Linked DNA regions of Danio rerio: regions 1 and 3 are each linked to region 2. The links are chromatin contacts, called in public Hi-C maps. All regions are on one chromosome and are shown on one strand. Each heading gives the region's core, a stretch centred on a gene start, on an enhancer-like site or on the middle of the called end of the contact. The rest is flanking DNA. Distances are from core to core; before and after follow the strand shown. Region 1 holds the start of sergef (secretion regulating guanine nucleotide exchange factor). Region 2 holds the start of ambra1b (autophagy/beclin-1 regulator 1b). Region 3 holds the start of phf21ab (PHD finger protein 21Ab).

Region 1 (2,844 bases), core at 324-2,823, 230 kb before region 2:
AGTCCCAAGTTCATTTGTTTTGTCACACTACTTCAATGTATGGCATCAAAGATGTGCTGTATGTATCTACCAAAGTCAAATCCTATATTTTTCCTATATTTATATTATTAGTTTGGTTTTTGTTTGATTAAATATGTGATTCAGCAAAAGGAACTTCTTGTATTTTATGTGTGATTTCTATTCGAGAAGCTGGTTATTATGCAAGGTGATAACAACGAATATGGTTAAAATCAGGCAATTGATCTTAAGTGCAAAGTTGATGTCTGCTTATGTATGGGTGGTTTCAGTTAGCATTTTGTTTTAAACTGGCACCTTTATTGATAGATATTTTAGTAATTTGCTTTCTATTTTATTTCTGCACAGTATTTATACTATATAATGAGTTTTGTATCACTGTCTATGAAATGAAATATTGATTCACTGTACTTCTGTGTTAATGTTTATTTATTCATGAACTTCTACGTGGAGTAGGCCATAGAAAGGAATATGTATTAATTATAAATGTATGTAAATATTATATTGGACATTGATGATTATTTTTACAAATTAACGTTAACGTTACCCTACTTTTAAACTGTTTGCAGTTTGTATAAAGTATTTAAAACTCAGAATGAAGTTTGCCTGAAAGTTCAAGTCTGGAGAAATGTGGGGGTAAAGATTATTAGCAAAGAGTTTATAAGCTTAAAATAAAAATAAATCATTGTTTTTCTACTGTAACAAAAATTAGTGTACCGTTTCTTCTTTGCTCCCAACGGTTGTTTTCCTGGAGGCACTTCAAATGTCGAAGTCTGTTCCGATTTCTGGACATGATTTGTCTTATGGCAGACGTAAGTACGTTAAAACTATGATCCTTTGATTGTATAAATAATTATTTTTATTAATTATGTCAATTATAATTAAGCAGACACCTGGTAAACGACAAGAAAGTGCCTTCAGACGTATTTAACGGGGCTCATTAAGCGTTCATCTTAAACAACTGTGATTTGTTTATTGCCAAAATTGTTGAGAAAAGTAACGAATGCCACGTGACTACATTTTGATATTTTCAACGTGATAAAAATCAACATTGATTGGTATGAATAGAGTGAATATATATTGTTTATTGTAGATATACACTATATTTCTTAAATTGAATTAAAATCTATGCTATAATCTATTGTTTAATTATTATTATTAATATGCAAAGATTAAACGACTTCTTATTTGTAATTAATAGCTATTCAAATATACTTATTGTTTTTTAAATTTAAAAAAAAAAAATATTTTATATTTTCAATCCAATGTCTTTAAAAATAACAACATTATACATATTTGTCAAACTGATCAACGTTTGTTTTAATTCTGAATAATGTTAAATTATATACATAATATTGTAAGTTGACATTGCTTATATTTTAACAATGTAAAACTGAGAACGTGTCACTTATTTAATAAAAAATAGATATGTAAATTATTAAATCTGCTGCTAAGCCACGCCCATGTTGCATAGTTCAACGCTTATTTCCATTCCACCAACTAATATTTCTTAAATCTGGGAAAACCGATGACGTTTACATAATTTTAAGGCATGTCATCAGTTGGCGCCTAAATCTAATGGAAGGAGATCAGCTGTCAAAATGTGTATCGCTACTGTACACGTGGGTGAGTTTATTTACACCTCATTTACTCACATTTATACACGACTGCCCCACTTGAAATTCACGAAAATACGCGAACTTTGAATTGATAAAGTTAGTAATTCGAAACATTTACATATATCTGAACAATAAACTCTTGAATGGGTGTCACAGGGAGCCAACAGTTATGGTCAGCTCGGGCAGGGAAACGCAGAAGATCAAGCCGAGCCGAGGCGTGTAGAAAGCGGACTGCAGGAGGAGCAGATCCGCGCTGTCACCGGAGGAGGCGGACATTCGGCTCTCATTTCTGGTTACATGGCCTATTTTGCTATAAAAATATGTTTTTAAAAGTTTGAACAGCAATATGTAAGATTACGTTGTTTAGAATTAGTAAAATTGTACTTTAAATCTTTGTATGTTTGTTTACCTTTTATTTGTGGTACATCGCCGCTCCCTAGTGGTCGAGTAGTAGTGTGACAACATTCTCCTTAAAAGTCTTAAAACGTCTTAAATGTCAACGTAAATTTTAAGACTTAAAAAGTTTAAAATGTTGTGTTGTAGGTCTTGAATCTTCTTTAACAGGTGTTAATTCTCCTTTCTTAAAACTGGCCATTAACATACAGTTTTAGTCATACAGTGACCAAAAATCCATCTCAATAAAACTTTTTGTTGAAAATTAGCATTTAATTACTTTCCTTGCAGTAACATTTGCTTAGAAGTTCTCCGTTTATGTATTGCTGAGGATACTAACCTGATTTTATATTATTACAGGGTTTCTACAGGGTCTTAAAGTCTTAAAATGTCCTAAATCTCAAAATCCAAATTTTAGGCCTTAAAAAGTCTTAAATTTACTGAAATATTGTGTTTTAAGTCTTAAATCTTTTTTAAACAAGTCTTAATTGTCGTTTGTTCATAAATTGCTACCCAATCTGGCCAAAACCCATACAATAATCAACAATCCATCTCAATAAAACTTTTTATTTAAAAAGGTAATTATTAACTCTGTCATAATGGGTTCATTATTTTCCTTAAAATAACATTTCTTTAAAAGTTCTCCATGTAGATTTATTGTATTACATTTTTAAAACCTTTAAAATATTTGTTCATTTTTTGATTTTAAAGAAAGTTGATGTTGGGAAAAAAAGTGTATGCATACAAGCTTGTTTTTACACAATATTTCAAATATAAAAAAAAAAACATATATATATATATATATATATATATATAT
Region 2 (2,854 bases), core at 280-2,779:
GTTCATCAGCAATATCACTGTGTCTTCCACTGCACACATGGCTGCCTTCTTTGCTGCCAGCGATTGGCTTCTTCATAACCAGGATGAACATGGAGGATGGCCGATCAAGGTGACCCGTAAGTTAGGAGAGGGGTTTAAGAGTTTGGAGCCCGGGTGGTACTCTGCTATGGCCCAAGGCCAAGCCATGTCAACACTGGTAAGGGCGTACCTAGTGACGCACAACCCCTCGTACCTTGGGGCCGCAATTCGAGCAACATCCCCCTTCAAGAGGACTCCAGAACAACATGGTGTCAAGGCAACATTCATGAATAAGTTTGACTGGTATGAGGAATACCCCACAACCCCAAGTTCATTTGTCCTTAATGGCTTTATCTACTCTTTGATTGGTCTGTATGATGTGGCGGAGACTGCAGGCAACAAACTTGGACGAGAAGCAGGAATACTGTTCAGTCAAGGACTGGAGTCGCTCAAGGCCATGTTGCCATTGTTCGATACAGGCTCTGGAACAGTTTATGACCTGAGACACTTTACCTTGGGTGTTGCCCCAAATTTAGCACGGTGGGACTATCACACCACGCACATCAACCAGTTACAGCTGCTCGCCTCAATCGACGGCGCCCCCATTTTTAGGGACTATGTGAAACGCTGGAAGACTTACCTGAAAGGAGGTCGGGCTAAGCACAACTAGACTTGCTGAGATGGCGATTTAATATGACATTTAGAACTACCGTACTGTTGAGAATTAGTAAACTGACATTTACTTTTCTAAGGAAAGGGTGCATATTGTATCCAACTTGATTGCTTTATGAATGTCATGCTTGAGTTGTTGTACAGACTTCAAGAATGTGATTCGCTGTGCTTTATTTCTAAACGATCATGTAATGTTTGAATGCAAGAAGCAATGCACACTTATTTACAGACTTTTAAAGGAAGCACAACAGATTTGCTCAATAATAACATGACTGTCGATCTTGAGTCATTCAATAAGTACATATTAGTAGTCACACTGATGATTGTGTGTTATCTATGAATTGTTTATGCTGTAAAAATGTCACTATTATTGCATAATGGTACAAATGAGTGCTTCGTATTAGAAATGTTTTAGAATTGTTTGTATTTTAAAGCACAATTCTATCGACACAGTTGCACATTTATTTCTCAGAATGTAATTATTTGAAGCTTAAATAAATGTGGTATTTTTAAACCAAAGTATTTCTCTGTGGAATCGTTGTTGCTATCAGCAAAAGTGGGCTGGGAGGCACATATAGTAATAGTGAAGTCGAAAAATATTTAGTAACAAAACTTTTATATATATATATATATATATATATATATATATATATATATATATATATATATATATATATATATATATATATATATATATATATATATATATATATATTAACCCCTATGGCCAGAAAGTTATAAAATATTAACACACTCCACCTGTTATTAGCTTGAGGTGAAATCCATTCAGCATTCGATTAACAGACCTAAAGTAGCTCTATTCACCCTGCACTCGATTAGTATGCCTGCCTACGCCGAGCTACCCACAAACCAGTTAGCTAGCATAATTTCACCTATAGCCAGCACAATACATTTTCTCAATGTCCCGATAATCCAAACGGTTTGATTGATAATCTCCTAAATGACGTGAATGTAATGAGCTCGGCGCTTCGGATCGGTCGGTTGTCAGTCCAGGTCGGGTAATAACGATCCAGCTCGGCTAACAGGCTAAGCGGCTAACAAGCGCCTTCGATGACATTTCACTGACAAACACAACAAAACAGGTATGTAAAATATCAATGATTTCGCGGTGTAATCTGTTTTTCAACAAACTCAGATTGTGTGTTATGATTATGGCACTGTTAGGAATGTCATACGTTTAATTAAATCTATTTTTAAAGTGAGTAAACGGTGGCTAACACAGTAGCTTTCAGTTCAGTTTCCATATTTGGGCGGGCACGGCAGTGAATAATTGTTAGTTACTCGACCAGAAAACACAATTAATACCATTATTGACTCTGATTGTGTGGATATTTTAGTGTTTGGCTTCGTTGGTGATCAAATGCGATCGAAGATTTCACTGACACGGCGTGGATTTTAAATGGCTTGTTTGTTTACATGGTTCAGCACATCTGATAGGGCTTTAATTGTCCACAACACCACGAGAGCTTCCTGCCCTGTGTTTTTAATATAATGTAACCAAGTCAGAGGTACATTCTAGTGTAATATCATAGCAAAACACCCAGAGGGCCTTTCCTGTTCAGGTCTGTTGTCAAAAGGCTGTTTTATGGATTGATTGAGGGCCTGTTGTAGCCATCATTGTATCTCCTGAACAGCTGCAGCCACAGGACATAGTTATTACATATACTATTAAAGCTTTAAAATGAGAGGTTTTGTCACATAATAAGTCTTATTATTATGAAATAAACTGTCATTTAAGTTATATATATCTGAAATAGGTTTAGTAATGCAGACAGGGAATGAAATAGCACTGGTATTTCAGCATTGAATGCTGTGACAGTGTTTTGTTGGACTGTAGAGGAGTGTTTGTTGATTTAAGCTCAGTTTTTGTGGCTGTTTTCCAGTTTGCATGGCCGGCGTGCTGCTGAGTTAGTGTCCGGTCCGCGTGTGAGGGAGGCCGGCCGGGCCGTGGAGCACTAAAGAGGAAAAATGGCTGTGCAGAACAGAAACTCTGTGCTGATCCTGTCGGGGCGAGAGCGAGGAGCTCGTATGCTGGGCTCTCAGAGGCTCCTGCAGCAGCTGGTGGAAGACCGAACACGCTGGATGAAATGGCAGAGCCAGGTAGGGTATCAGTTTTAATCTCTGTAATGGTTCTCTCTAGCCT
Region 3 (2,716 bases), core at 93-2,592, 160 kb after region 2:
ATTTTATATTGCAATATATATTATGACATTTCTAACCATTTTTATTAGATTTTTTATTAAATTCTTATTATTTTAAGTACATTACAGCTGGAAGTTTAAAGTAATTTTTGAAGTACTTTTATGTAAATATTATATATGCATATTTATTTTTTTAAATATTTTATATAATTTCATTATTTTGTATATATTTTTCTTCCATATGGACAAATGTGCATGCCGATTTTATTTTTTCTTAAGATCTTAATATTTGAAGTACACTACAGCTAATAATTTTAAGTATTTTAAAGCATTTAACATTAAAAATGTACACAACGTACATATTTCATATTATTTGCTTATTTTGGATTGTGTTTTTGTATTTATTTATTTTCCTTCCTTTTAAAATATAATATATCTTAAAAAACATTATTTTTATACGCGTAAATTGCATGAGAATTATAATTTTAGATTTTCATTTTATTTATTTTTATAACACCATATTAACACATAATTGCATGCCAATTAAATTTTTTCTTAAATTCTTAATATTTGAAGGACATTAGAGCTTATAATTTAAAGTATTTTTAAACCCTTTAACATATAGAATGTACACAACATTCATATTTAATATTATTCGCATATTTTATATTGCATTTTTTGTATTTAATTGTTTTCCTTCCTTTTAAAGTATATTATATTTACAAAAATCTTATTTATATGCGCTTTATTTGCATTAGAATTATAATTTTACATTTTTATTTAATTATTTATTTTTATAACTCCATATTGACACTTACCAGCATGCCAATTTTCATTTCTTCTTCAATTCTTAATATTTGAAGTACATTACAGCTAATAATTTGAAGTATGTCAAGTATGTACATTACATTTTTTGTTTTTATTTATTCCTCTTCATTTTAAAGTATATTAAATCTTTAAAATCATATTTATATGTACTTTATTTACATTTGAATTGTAATTTATTATTTTCATTATATTATTTATTTTTGTAACTCCATATTGACACATACTTGCCATTTTAATTTTTTCTTAAACTGTTAATATTTAAAGTACACTACAGCTAATAATTTAAAACATTTTAAGCATTTAACACATTAAATTACATATTTAACCTTCATTTTTTTGTTTTTATTGATCTTAAATCACATTATATCTAAAAAAAAAAAATCATATCCATGCTCTATTTACATCAGAATAATAATCCGTTAATTTGCCCTCTTCAGCTAATAATCAACAAATGATTTGTTTATTTCTCGCGAGATTTGCGTCCAATAGTTTTCAAACGCGTTTCGCAGCACATTGCATGACGAGTTTAAAAGCCCCAAACTGAGAGTTAAGTTCAGACGAAAACTCAAAATAAGCATTTGAAGGCAAATTCAGCCGCTCCCCCGTTTAACAGACACCTGCCTCAAAGCGCAATCCTTTTGATTCACGGCGTGTTGATTCAGCACAAATTCAGCACAAAAAAAGCCCTATTCTGAGCAGCCTCAAAAATATGTCATGGCGGCCCAGAAAAAACTGTTAACTCCTGACAATTTCATTGGTTAACGGAGCGGCCACCTCTTTCATAACATGGTAGGAGCATTTCGCTGGCGTAGATTATTCTATACATCTATTTTGTACTCTTTTAGCGGGTATAAAGCGGTGCACGTGCTCTGGTGTGATGGAGAACGTATATAAACACGTTTACGACAGCGGCATTTACTTTGACTTGATGTTAGGCTGAAGGGGGAGTGAAGTGCTGTCAGGCAGACATGGTGGTCTGGATGGGGGGATGCATTCACTTCATTTGCTGACGATTTATCCGGTGAAACAAGTAGCACTGGAACGTTTGGGTTGAATTGGGATGGTTACTTCTGTGGTTAGTGGTTGTAAGAAAACGATTGTACATTTATAGATTACTTTGATTTCAAATATGTTTTGAATTGACTAAAGAATGTTTAAAGAAGATCTGGAAGCGTCTGGGATTAAAACTTATATATTGTGGAGACCAACAGAATTAAAACAGACTCACTAAGTGACCCCAAAATATTTAATAACATGGGTATACATGATGAATAAGGATGTCTAAAATTATACTTTTTTAACATTTAGTTTAAAACTTATGTTATTAAAATTACTCAATTTGAAACGACTGTAAATGTTTCTAAGTATTTATTCATTTTGTTTTAAATTATTATTATTATTATTGTTCTTGTTGTTGTTGTTGAAAACTTCATCTTTAATGATTTGTTATGTCTTTCTTGTCACATGACAACAAAATGGCTTCCTGGATGCTGGTTGCCTTGACTTTGATTTGATTTGAAGTCATACTTTGAGTCAAAAATATTACAAAAAAGAACTGTAGTTATGTAATGAAATTTTATTTATTATAGTTTTAAGTAGAAAAGAATGGGGGGGGGGGGTATCAAAGACTATGTAACTCAGAAAGTTTAATTAAAAAAATCTAATTCTCTGTCTCTGTATATAATTTTAGAAACTCTTCTATTGTAGTCTGACATTTTTTTTTTGTTTTGTGTACTATTCACATAATTTAATTAATTATTTAATAAGAAAACTATTATATATGTTACTTGGAAAGTTCAGTATAAATCTAATCAAATGAAAACTTTATCTGTTTTGCCCCATCAAGGCCTATATTGCTGTCCTATATGCTTAAGCAGAAACTATTTTAGAGCATTATTATTCAAATAACCTACAGCAATACAATATTATT

What was found. A called contact is a pair of places that touch in the nucleus more often than the background predicts.
Region 1: a Hi-C map of an unstated tissue shows a contact between it and region 2, with 4 times the contacts expected there. The contact joins the promoter of sergef here to the promoter of ambra1b in region 2. A contact is called at or near these places in 2 of 18 Hi-C or Micro-C datasets (caudal fin and an unstated tissue) and 1 of 4 datasets of contacts at active chromatin or transcription factors (embryo).
Region 3: a contact with region 2 is called in a Hi-C map of hematopoietic stem cells, with 4 times the contacts expected there. The contact joins the promoter of phf21ab here to the promoter of ambra1b in region 2. A contact is called at or near these places in 4 of 18 Hi-C or Micro-C datasets (caudal fin, embryo, hematopoietic stem cells and 1 more) and 2 of 4 datasets of contacts at active chromatin or transcription factors (caudal fin and embryo).

The regions. Positions count from the first base shown.
Region 1 is chr25:8,844,319-8,847,162 of GRCz12tu, reverse strand. It overlaps sergef (secretion regulating guanine nucleotide exchange factor), which reads left to right and starts at 1,573. Exons shown (of 12, transcript XM_688940.9): 1 at 1,573-1,641; 2 at 1,791-1,926. The coding sequence starts at 1,594. It overlaps LOC141380887 (a long non-coding RNA gene), which reads right to left and starts at 1,800. Exons shown (of 4, transcript XR_012400245.1): 1 at 733-1,800. tph1a (tryptophan hydroxylase 1 (tryptophan 5-monooxygenase) a) reads left to right here. Exons shown (of 11, transcript NM_178306.3): 11 at 1-153.
Region 2 is chr25:8,617,750-8,620,603 of GRCz12tu, reverse strand. ambra1b (autophagy/beclin-1 regulator 1b) reads left to right here and starts at 1,529. Exons shown (of 19, transcript NM_001302220.1): 1 at 1,529-1,793; 2 at 2,595-2,811. The coding sequence starts at 2,680. It overlaps glcea (glucuronic acid epimerase a), which reads left to right. Exons shown (of 4, transcript NM_212850.2): 4 at 1-1,209. The coding sequence ends at 688.
Region 3 is chr25:8,458,949-8,461,664 of GRCz12tu, reverse strand. phf21ab (PHD finger protein 21Ab) reads left to right here and starts at 1,342. Exons shown (of 17, transcript XM_073942764.1): 1 at 1,342-1,575.